Linked DNA regions of Mus musculus: region 2 is linked to region 1. Evidence: chromatin contacts called from public HiChIP or PLAC-seq data. All regions are on one chromosome and are shown on one strand. Each heading gives the region's core, a stretch centred on a gene start, on an enhancer-like site or on the middle of the called end of the contact. The rest is flanking DNA. Distances are from core to core; before and after follow the strand shown.

What was found. HiChIP or PLAC-seq counts read pairs in DNA pulled down with a chosen protein or histone mark.
Region 2: an H3K4me3 HiChIP or PLAC-seq map of bone marrow-derived macrophages shows a contact between it and region 1, with 10 times the contacts expected there. The contact joins the promoter of H2-Oa here to the promoter of Nelfe in region 1. A contact is called at or near these places in 5 of 39 promoter capture datasets (embryonic stem cells, hippocampal neurons, liver and 2 more), 1 of 115 datasets of contacts at active chromatin or transcription factors (bone marrow-derived macrophages) and 2 of 9 other capture datasets (liver and pancreatic islet).

The regions. Positions count from the first base shown.
Region 1 is chr17:34,847,275-34,852,599 of GRCm38.p6, forward strand. Nelfe (negative elongation factor complex member E, Rdbp) reads left to right here and starts at 3,117. Exons shown (of 11, transcript NM_001045863.1): 1 at 3,117-3,314; 2 at 3,637-3,719; 3 at 5,070-5,139; 4 at 5,242-5,325. The coding sequence starts at 3,645. It overlaps Skiv2l (superkiller viralicidic activity 2-like (S. cerevisiae)), which reads right to left and starts at 2,930. Exons shown (of 28, transcript NM_021337.2): 1 at 2,860-2,930; 2 at 2,622-2,725; 3 at 1,051-1,160; 4 at 834-951; 5 at 630-744; 6 at 473-547; 7 at 134-187; 8 at 1-50. The coding sequence starts at 2,881.
Region 2 is chr17:34,088,897-34,094,135 of GRCm38.p6, forward strand. H2-Oa (histocompatibility 2, O region alpha locus) reads left to right here and starts at 3,483. Exons shown (of 5, transcript NM_008206.2): 1 at 3,483-3,632; 2 at 4,937-5,185. The coding sequence starts at 3,551. BC051537 (cDNA sequence BC051537) reads right to left here. Exons shown (of 5, transcript NR_046183.1): 3 at 3,544-3,649.

The DNA.
Region 1 (5,325 bases), core at 1,867-4,366:
CTCCAGCAGACGGCTGAGGCTGAGCAAACCTGGCACAGGAGCTGGATGATCTGAGGACCAACAGCCAGCCACCCTGTCACAATTCACATGTCTGCCGGAGCAGGGCGCCCCTACAAACCCTTCTCCAACTCACCTTTGGGGGCAAAATCCACCCCTTTCTTGAAGCCAGGTGGGACAGTGAGAAGATCTGAAGGATGAGAACAGAGAGGCAGCATCAGCCATTGCACTGGCATCGGCCACTGCCCAGCTGTTCTGTAAACTATACATCATAGGACACAGACATTCACAGTACTCTGTGCATGTTCATGGCAGCTGTGGCCAATTTCTTAAGAGCTACTAGAGAGGACACCTTTTCGCTTGTGGGCAAGGAGGCTTGTTTCCCTGACTTGTAAAAGTACAGGAAGCCTAGCAGCAACCTGCTGGGCTCTCCCCAGACACAGTAAGCCAGGCAGCGACCTGAGGGCCACTTCACCTTTCTCAAAGTCTATCTCCTCCTCAGCTTCCTCCCGAGTATGCAGATCAGTTATGCTGGGCTCATCCATCCCACCTGGGGAAATATGAAAATTCGGTATGAGCAGGGGCCCATCCCCTAGACATTCTCCCTTATACCACCATCAAAGATGACTTACCTGGCCAGAAAGGGTACTGTGTTGGATTGCCCCATAGCGACTGGGAGGCTGGCCCTGGAGGCCGGCGAAGGGACAAGGAGGTTGTAGCTGACAGATTTGTGTTCTCCAGCAGGACCTGAGACAAGAGGTTGGATAACCAGTGAGACCAAGCCTGCTTCTGACCCTTCCTCCCAATTCCATTTCTTGGGGCCTCTGACCTCTCACCTCCTTATAGCCCAGTATATGGCCTGTGGTTGGGTGTCTCTGGGCCTGAAGGTCAGATGGGACTGGAGTCTCCACGGCAGCCAGGAGTGACCAGGGATCCGTCTTCCTCTGCCATTTTCTGGAGAGAAGGAAAGGAATTTTGGAGTCGGCTTTCTCCCTATCCCAGCTTCCTTCCATTGGTCCATCTCTCCAATCTGGGAGGCTGCAGACTTCTCACCGAGCTGAGTGCTCTACACCGTGTAGAGGAAGCCAGGCTGGAGACGACAGAAACAGCTGCTCTGCTTCCTGGCACAGATCTGGGGCGCATGGAGGGAGGCCATGGGGGAGCTGGGACAAGGGCGAGATAGGAAGTATTAAGTTGGGGGCTGGAGAGGTGGCTCAGCAGTTGAGAGCACTGACTGCTCTTCCAGAGGTCCTGAGTTCAATTCCCAGCAACCACATGGTGGCTCACAACCATCTGTAATGAGATCCGATGCCCTCTTCTGGTGTGTCTGAAGACAGCTACAGTTTACTCGTATATAAAATAAATAAATAAATTGAAGAAAAAAAAAAAGAAGAAACCTTAAGTTGGTTAATAAAGGATAGCGTGTAGACAAAAGAGGCGATGGAACTTGTGTTCAGATCCAATGGTAGATGTCCCAGGATACCAACTAAGGTAAATCACTGATTTCAGACACACAGAGGCCAGACACAGCAATCTGCATTCTTATTTTGAGAGAGGCTCTCATGAAACCCATGTTTGCATCCAACTTGATGTGTGTGTGTGTGTGTGTACACATATCCCTCCCCCTCTCAAGTGAGGGGGTGACAAGCATGAGCTACCAACACCTGACTATCATGCAGAGCCAGGGATCAAAACCAGGGCTTTGTGTATGCTGAGCAAGCGCTATACCAAGTGAGCTATGTGCTCAACTGAGAATTCGCATTTTAGAATTCTTATTATTTGTAGTAGTATGTGTTAGTATGTATAGGTCTGTGTGTAATGGGTGGACATGGGTACACGCATGCACACATGGCAGTCAGAAGACCACATTGTGGAGCTGGCTCTCTCGCTGCCTTTACGTGTGTCTCATCAGACTTGCATGGGCAAGCGCTTTAATAGGCTAAGCCAGTGATTCTCAACCTTCTCAAATGCTGCCACCTTTTAATGCACCGGTTCTCCTGTTGTGCTGACCACAACCGAAAAATAATTGTGTTGCTACTTATTAACTGTAATTCTGTTACTGTTATGAATCTTAATGTAAATGTCTGGTGTGCAGGATATCTGATATGTGATGTGACCCCTGTCAAAGGGTCATTCCACCCTCAAATGGGTAGTGAATCAAAGGTGGAGAATCTCTGGGCTAATAAGTCATTCTGCCAGTCTTAAATTTTCTGCTTCTTTTCTTTCTGTTTTGGGGATGAGATCTCACTACATAGCCCTGGCTGGCCTAGAACTTGGTATGTAGATCAAACTGGCCTCCAATTCAAGAGATCTGCCTGCCTCCACCTCCCAAGTGCTGGGAATAAGGGTGTGAGCCACGCCAGGCTTCAGTTTAAAAGAGCCAAGTGCTCTGAGCTATGCAGAGAGAAGGAACCTCCTAGGAGGAAAGATACAGGTGAAGGGGCAGCTCTGAGAGCTCGCGTCTCCAGCACTCCCCGCTCCGACCTACTGGAGTTCCAGTAGAGTGGGATCTGTCCAGCATGAGCCGGAGGCCAAGATGACAGTGTCAAGCTACATCCTCCTGTGAGCAGGGTGGAATTTCTTTTAGGCTCATAGGTCAAAGGTGAGGGTCAAAAGTCACTCACAGTGCTCTCTGGAGGCCCTGGCACGTTCAGCAGCTCCCAACGGCCAGTGCACCCCACTTCCAGAGCTCGAAGGGGTAAGTTCAGGGGATCTAGGGGAGGCAGAACTACAAGGGAAAGGTCACAGGTTAAAAGCCACAAGTCATTCCTGTCTACTAACTAGTCCTTTCCGCGGACCCCCCTCCCTCCCCTCCCCTCCTCTCCTCTCCTCTCCCGTCCACTCTCCTCCCCTCCCCCTCACCGAGTCGCTCCGTCTCCATCATCCTGGAGCCGCGGCAGCTCCCGAGCAGCCCGGAAACTCAGAGTAACCACGGAGCCGGCCCCGCCCCGAGAAGGGCGGAAGTTGAAATTACTTCCGACACGCCCCCTCCTCCACCACTCCCCGCCGGGAGCGTGGGCGAGAGCGGCGCCGAAGCCTGACTCGGAGCCGGGCAAGGCCGGGCGGAAGTCACTGCGACTCGCCGCCTTGGTTACCGCGTGTCCCGCCCCTTTACGTCATCGCCGCGAGCCAGCGCGCAGTAGCCCGCGCGGCGGCGCCGGAGACCGCGGGCCCGGGCGCCGCCCCCTCAGGTGAGGGCTTCGTCTCACATCTTTCGCGCCTTCCCCGCGCGGCCCCTGGTTCTTCTTCCTCCTCCTCTGGTTGCCCAGATAGCGCTACGCGGGCCCGGCCGCCTTCTCTGCCCATCGGACCCCGAGGTTGGCTGACCTAACCCCATTGGGCATGGGGGTCGGGAGCCATCGCCTTGGCGTCGCAGGGAGTGCTTTCCCTTCTCCGGGCTGAGGTACCCCAAGGCTCTAGTGTCTGGACCTTGGACATAGGCGGGAATGCCGGTTGATTACCATAAACAGGAGGCTGGACAAGCAGCCTCGGAGGAACGAGGGGTTAGGGAAAGGCCAGAGGCTGGAGTAGGCGGGCCTGGAGGTTGGGGTGCATACAGGATGGACGCAAGTTGGACGACGTGTGAATTTTGAATGGTGACAGTAGAGAATGATGTCTTGGGTTCTGCCCTTGAACCAGGAGCCAACATGTTGGTGATACCTCCGGGGCTGAGTGAAGAGGAAGAGGCACTGCAGAAGAAGTTCAACAAACTCAAGAAGAAGGTAGGAGTTAGTTAAGCGTGGTGGCCCGGCTTCTCCAGACTCTGGGGACACCTGGGCTGACTGTAAGGCCATGGGAGTCCTCCTGCCTCCTACCGGAAGGGGACCTCTCAGTGGAGCTTTGGCAGCATCGTCCAGTCTTATTTGAACCCTCCCTCTTCTCTGGTCATCCCCAATGGAATTATCATCGTCCCTGTGGCTTCAGTACCACCCAGAGCCTTGTGAACCATCAAATGCCCAAGTAAATGTGCTCCTCCTGTCTGCTCTACCTCCCTCCCTTCGCTTTTAGATAACCAACTGCATTTAATAGGCCTTAAAATCTCTCATCTCTGACACACCACTCCACCTCAGACAGGGTCTCACACTTAGCCCAGGCTGGATTGAAAATATGTGGCTTTGGGTAGCCTGGAATGGCTCTGCCTCACCTCTGGCTTCTGTACTATTTACACAGCAAAACATTTGTCAAGTCTGTCGATGGTTTCTAAGTTCCTCTTCCACTTTGTCCCCTACCACTACCCCTGGCAAGGATCTCAGTATGTGGCCGGGTTGGGTGGGTTGTTTTGTTTTGTTTTGTTTTGTTTTTTCAACTCCTGGGCTCCTGGTATCTTCCTCCCTAAGCTTCTCTCAGGAAGTGGAACTCTAGGTGCACAACACCGTCCTCAGCACTCTCCTTACTAGTGAAACCTCTGAGTAATTTCTCATTGACAGGGTCTGGCTTTGCTGTTTTGAAGGCACACCTGATCCATTGAAAACACTTCCGAGGTTTCACATCATGTATAGAATTGAAATATCAGCTCACCATACCTGTCAAAAGAGAGAATTATTTTCTCTTAAAACCTGCCTTCCAAAACCTCCTCTGCATTTTTGCAACCCCAATTTCTTTGTCTAAAGTATCTTTTCTGTCTGTGTTGGGTAATTCTGTGAGGTCTCAGTTTACTAGCTGCTTATGCATCAGAAAGTGTTGCTTATACTCAGCCCTGAGTGATTAGTGCCCTTGATTATTCTTGGCTGTCAGTCTAGCCATTGTTTCCTGGGTTCTGAATTCCTTAAGGGTGGGAACTATGTGTTTTGATTCTGCATGGCCTCATTAAATGTGCAGAAGATGGGAGATGGGTGGATAAAATCCCCAAGGATTCAGGTCTTATTTGCAGCTTATATGGTAGGGCTTAGGTGTTTTTGGTTTTCAGTTTCCAAAATGTGAGACTGGAAGGCCTTGGACACCATAGTTTGGTTAGGTTAAGTACTGTGGGCTTCGTGAGGATGTGGAAGCAGGATGAGCCACTCCAGGACCAGGATGCCACACACACTGGCCCTGGAACCAGACCCTGGTTGACAGACCTCTCTCCTTTCCAGAAAAAGGCATTGCTGGCTCTGAAGAAGCAGAGCAGCAGCGGCCCAGCGAGCCAGGGCGGTGTCAAACGCTGTAAGTGACAGAGACAGAGAGTCCAGGGGGCAGCAGCAGAGGGCTTCCCTCCACAGCCAGCATAATGAATGCCTCTCTCCTTCCCCCTCCCTCTCTCCCCAGCACTGTCAGAGCAGCCTGTGGTGGACACTGCCACAGCAACAGAACAGGCCAAACAACTGGTGAAGTCAGGAGCCATCAGTGCCA
Region 2 (5,239 bases), core at 2,233-4,732, 760 kb before region 1:
CTGCTGCCTGCTTCCAGGGAGTGCCCAAGAACTATTTTTCCTGTCTCTGAGCTAGGAGACTGCTCTTACTGGATGTCTGGGGCCAGGTCGATTATGACTAACATTGCATGGCAGTGTGACTTCGAGAGGCACCATGGAAGTAATTCTGAGGGCTCTGACCTCACTTGGGGGCGGGGTTGAGAATTTAGATTTGGCCCTGGAGAGGGAACAATGGTAAAATTGACTTGGATGAAGATTCGTTTGGATGAGTCTGAGGGCCACAGAGGTTGGAGTTCCTAAGGAAGAGCTTCAGACCCCTCCTCTAGTTGATTGTAATAAAGCATCTTTTCATGAACCTTCGCTTCTTCTTAATATGTTAGGTGAAACTGAGGTGGAATCTCACGGATAATTTTCTATTTTATTTAAAATAAACTTTAAGACAGGGTTTCTCTGTGTAGTCCTGGCTGTTCTGGAACTTGCTCTGTAGACCAGGCTGGTCTCAAACTCACAGAGATTCACTGCCTCTGTCTCCTGAGTGCTGGGATTAAAGGCGTGCACCACCACCGTGCCTAGCTTGACCGTTTTTTTATTTACAACTGGAAATGGAAACAAGAAAAATCCTCGCTCCTTGTGGATGCTAATATTCTTATTCATGACGCCTGAGGTCAAAGTGTTGTGGACAGAGTTATGAAATCTAAGAAAGTCGGCTCAGTCTCTGGGTGGCAGAAAGACTCGGCAGCCTGTGCTTCCTTCAGTTTGGAAATATGATTTCAGTTTACATTTTTAAAAAGCTGTGATTTTTACCCTGCAGATGAACCCCACGCTGTGAATCTGTATGCCCTGTGATGATCCTGAGCTCATGGGAGAGCGGGAAAAGCTTGGTTCACCCAAAGTCAGAGGTCAGGGGTCAAAGGTGACTGACAGTAAAACATACCATGGTGTTAGGAGGAGGACTCAGGGGCTGAAGAGGAGCCCTGGCTGCCAGAACCCACAGAACCTGGTTCAGCTCCCAGCACCCACATAGCAGCTCACTACTGTCTGCAACTCCAGTTTAAGGGGATCTGACGCCCTCACACAGACATGTATGCAGGCAAAACACCAGTGCACAGAAAATATGTTTTTAGAAAGAGGATGGTGGCACACGCCTTTGATCCCAGCACTTGGGAGGCAGAGTCAGGCGGATTTTTGAGTTCGAGGCCAGCCTGGTCTACAAAGTGAGTTCCAGGACAGCCAGGGCTATACAGAGAAACCCTGTCTCAAACCCCCCCCCAAAAAAAAAGAAGAGGAAGGAGGAAGAGGAGGAAGAGGAAGAAGAAAAGGAGGGCAGTGGTGGCACACAGCTTTTGTCCCAGCGATCAGGAGGTAGAGGCAGGCAGGTATCTGTGAATTCAAGGCTAGCATGGTCTACAGAGTGAGTTCCAGGCAGCCAGAGCTACACAAAGAAATCCTGTCTCAAAATAGATAAATGTAAAAAATTAAAAACAAACAAATAACAACAACAAAAAACCTCAAAGCAGAACAAAATTTCCATTTTTCAGGCAGAAAACAGATTTATTAAGTCTGCAATTCACTTTGAGGGGCAGTGGCCAGGGGGCTCACATTTTTTACTGTTATTTCATCCTGTTGTCTTATTTTTAAAAAGATGTATTTCTTTGTTGTACATGGTGTGTTGCCTGCATGCATGTCTGTGGACCACTGAATTTCTGATAACTGGGGTTACAGATAGTTGTAGGACACCATGTGGGTATGAAGAGCCAAGCCTGGGACCTCTGGAAGAGCAGCCAGTGCTTTTAACCTCTGGGCCATCTCTCCAGTCCATCTTGATATGTTTTTTGAGACAGAACCTAGTCTTATATTTGTGCGATCTTCCTCCGCCTGTTCCGTGCTGAGATTATGGGTGTGGACTGGGACTCCTGGCTCAAAAGCCTTCACGTATTTAGAAATAAAAACGCACTTGGGCAGCCTCCCTTGATGAGTTGCTGGGTGACCCCATCTCAAAATCACTCCTCTCTATTCAGCCATTACTAAACAGAGAAGCCACCGAGGTAGCCATGGTTTCTCTAAGACATACCCACCTCTTGCCCCGCTGACCTGGGACTCCAGCTGCACTGTCACTGGAAGAGAGACTTGGTTCAGGGCTGGACCAAGGCTGTGAGTAGGTCCCCTCATTCATGCAGACATCTGCAGAGAGTACACTGTGTCCCCTGGAGTTGCAGTTACAGAATGTCGTGAGCAGCCTCTTGAGGGCGCTGTTTCCCAAACTCTGGTCCTCTGGCAGAGCAGCGTGGGATTTTAAGGCTGAGTATTTCCCAGCCTGCCCACCCACTGCATCTTTTGAGATGGCTCTGCTGCTGACCCTAAAGCCCTAGAGCTCACCTGTTTGGCTAGACTGGCTGGCTAGCCAGTTACACGGATCTCCCTGTCTCTGCCCCGCCACGGCTGAGGGTTTACAGACATGTGCCACCATGCCTGGCTTTTTCGGTGTGTTGGGAATCCAAACTCACGTCCTTGTGCTTGTGTGGCAAGCACTTTACCCACAGAGCCACCTCCGCAGCACCCGGAACGAGTATTTGTTACAAACTTCACTGAGCCAAAGCAACTCGCTGGAGCCAAAGTCGCAGACTTCTCAGACAGCGTCAAGCTTGAAAACCCTTGATTTCAGCCTCTTTGGAAGATGGCTGCCACAAGTTTGATGGAAGTTCTCTTTACCCATTTCTATTTCCTTTCTCTTTTTTGAGACAAAGTTTCTCTATGTAGCCTGGCTGGCCTGGAACTTACTGTGTAAACCAGGCTGCCATTGAACTCATAGAGATTCACCTGCCTCAGCCTCCAGAGTGCTGGCATTAAAGGCGTGGCCTGAATCTCTCTATTTACTGTATTGACTGAGTCCTTCCAGTGCCAGCCATTGGCTGAGTTCACCAATAGGCAAACGCTAGGTGCATGCGGACCCTGGTCAACCTCTGGCCAGCGTGCAAGAGGGTGTCTGGGGACTAGAAGGGACAAATGGAGACCACCAATGTCCTCTGCCCACCCCATGTCACTTGTAGGAACTGCCTGTAGTGTTCCTTCAGGGGGAGCATCTTCAGCCGTTACACAGTCTTCCTTACAGATAAAATAAAATAATGTTTTTGAAAATGATTTACAAATATAAGAGTTTCTATGCTGTGATTTATTATATCCAATGATCTCCCTTTAAAAGTTCTTAGTGTGTTTTGTTTTATATTTTACCCCCCAAAATTTCCAGAGGGACCCACAGGAAAAATCAGGTTCTATCATGGACCAGATGGAGGCTTTGCCCAGCATAGCCATTTGGTGCTCTGTGACTTCTCTGCTCCTTCCTGAAGCCCCTTCTTGAAAGGTGAAGTGACAGATGACCCATGGCCTCCACTCTCCACCTTCTCACCCAGACTCTTTACTTCCTTGCCCAGCAACAAACCCATTATCTCAGAGAACTGCTCTGATTGGCTGCTTACCGCAAGGGTCTTCCCCTAACCTGGACTCTGTTTCTTTTTACCTCGATCTTGCTCCCTTGCTTCCCAAACAGACGTTGTTAGAGCCACTCACCCCAGCAATGGTCCTTTTTGTGGAGCTGGTCCCGGTACTCCTAACCGCAATGAGCTTCCTGAGTCCCCGAGGAGTAAGGGCCATCAAGGGTAAGTGCTGGGGACACCTGGGAGTGGGAGAGTACAGCACAGGGGAAAGTGTCTCTCTCTGTGTCGGGTATATGGCAACTCCCTCCACCTGCAGACAAATCCCTGCCACCTCCATTGTGGGCCTAACCACTGGGCTGAGGCTGGGTCTCTTCTGGGCTTCTTTTACATTCAGAGCCCCCCTCAGCTCTTCCTCTTTTCTGAGATCCGTGCCCTCACCCGCCTCACTGCAGAGCACCCTGGCTCCTGAACCACTTCCTGGCTGCAACAAGCAGTTCTCATCCAGCTTTGTTGCAGTGTTTTGGTTTTCCCCGTTTGTTTTCTGTCACGCTGGGCTCATGACAGTCCCTTACATTCCTCAGAAGTGTAGAGCTCTGAAAGAGTCAGTGGAAATGTAGCCCTGACACCAGGAAACAGCACTTTGTCGAGGGTGAGACCTATTAATCAACACTCCCAGATGGAAGGTGGAATGTAAAGTTTGAATCTTGGGGTGTTTGTTTGTTTGTTTGTTTCTTTATTAAATTGGCTTTTTGAGACAGGGTTTCTCTGTGTAGCCCTGGCTGTCCTGGAACTTACTCTGTAGACCAGGCTGGCCTCAAACTCAGAAATCTGCCTGCCTCTGCCTCTCAAGTGCGCCGTTGCTGCTGCCAGGATTGAACTCCTGACTTTATGTCCTGTGTTATCTTACAATACTTTGGGAACTTCTCTCTCCCTCCATGTGTTAATGAGGCAGAGTTTCATTGAACTAGGCAGCCCACGCTGGTCTTGAACTTCTGATCTTTCTGTCTCTACCCTCTCTGTGCTGGGGTTGTAGGGATGTGCTGTCATGCCTGGCTTGTGGAAAGCGGCCCTTTTCCTCACCCTGGTCTCTGGATCATGGATATTATTACATCATGCTCCTGTCTGTCACTGTCCCTCACCCACTCCTATGCTAGCTTTCTTTCCCAAAAGCTCCCTTCAGTGCTTCCCCTTAACCATTTCCTCCTCGCCCCAAATTTACCATCTTACACACAAGGTCTGACAGGGTGGCTGCCTCTACAGCTACAGCAGATGATGGAGGCCTGGAAACCTGACACCATCTCCTGTGGGCTGTCTCTCCTTTTCCCAGCCTGCTTTGTCAGCTCCACCCATGCATGCAGTGGCCACGCCCCCTCTGCCCTCCCCCTTTCGTGTCTCTGGAACTTTTCAAGGGGCTGCTATGGCTTTGCAGGGCTGTCCTCACCCCACAGCCCAGGATGAGACCAGGCTGAGACTCAGAAGCTGAGACATGCTTCTCTCAGCTCCCATCCTTCCCTCACCCAATACAGCCGACCACATGGGCTCCTATGGACCGGCCTTCTACCAATCTTACGACGCTTCTGGACAGTTCACACACGAATTTGACGGGGAACAAATTTTCTCCGTGGATCTGAAGAACGAGGAGGTCGTGTGGCGTCTGCCTGAGTTTGGAGACTTCGCCCACTCGGACTTTCAGAGTGGGCTGATGAGCATTTCCATGATCAAAGCTCATCTGGACATCTTGGTGGAACGCTCCAACCGAACCAGAGCTGTCAGCGGTACCTGGCCCTCCCTCCACCCCACCTAACTAGGCAGGGAAGGTGATGGACAGA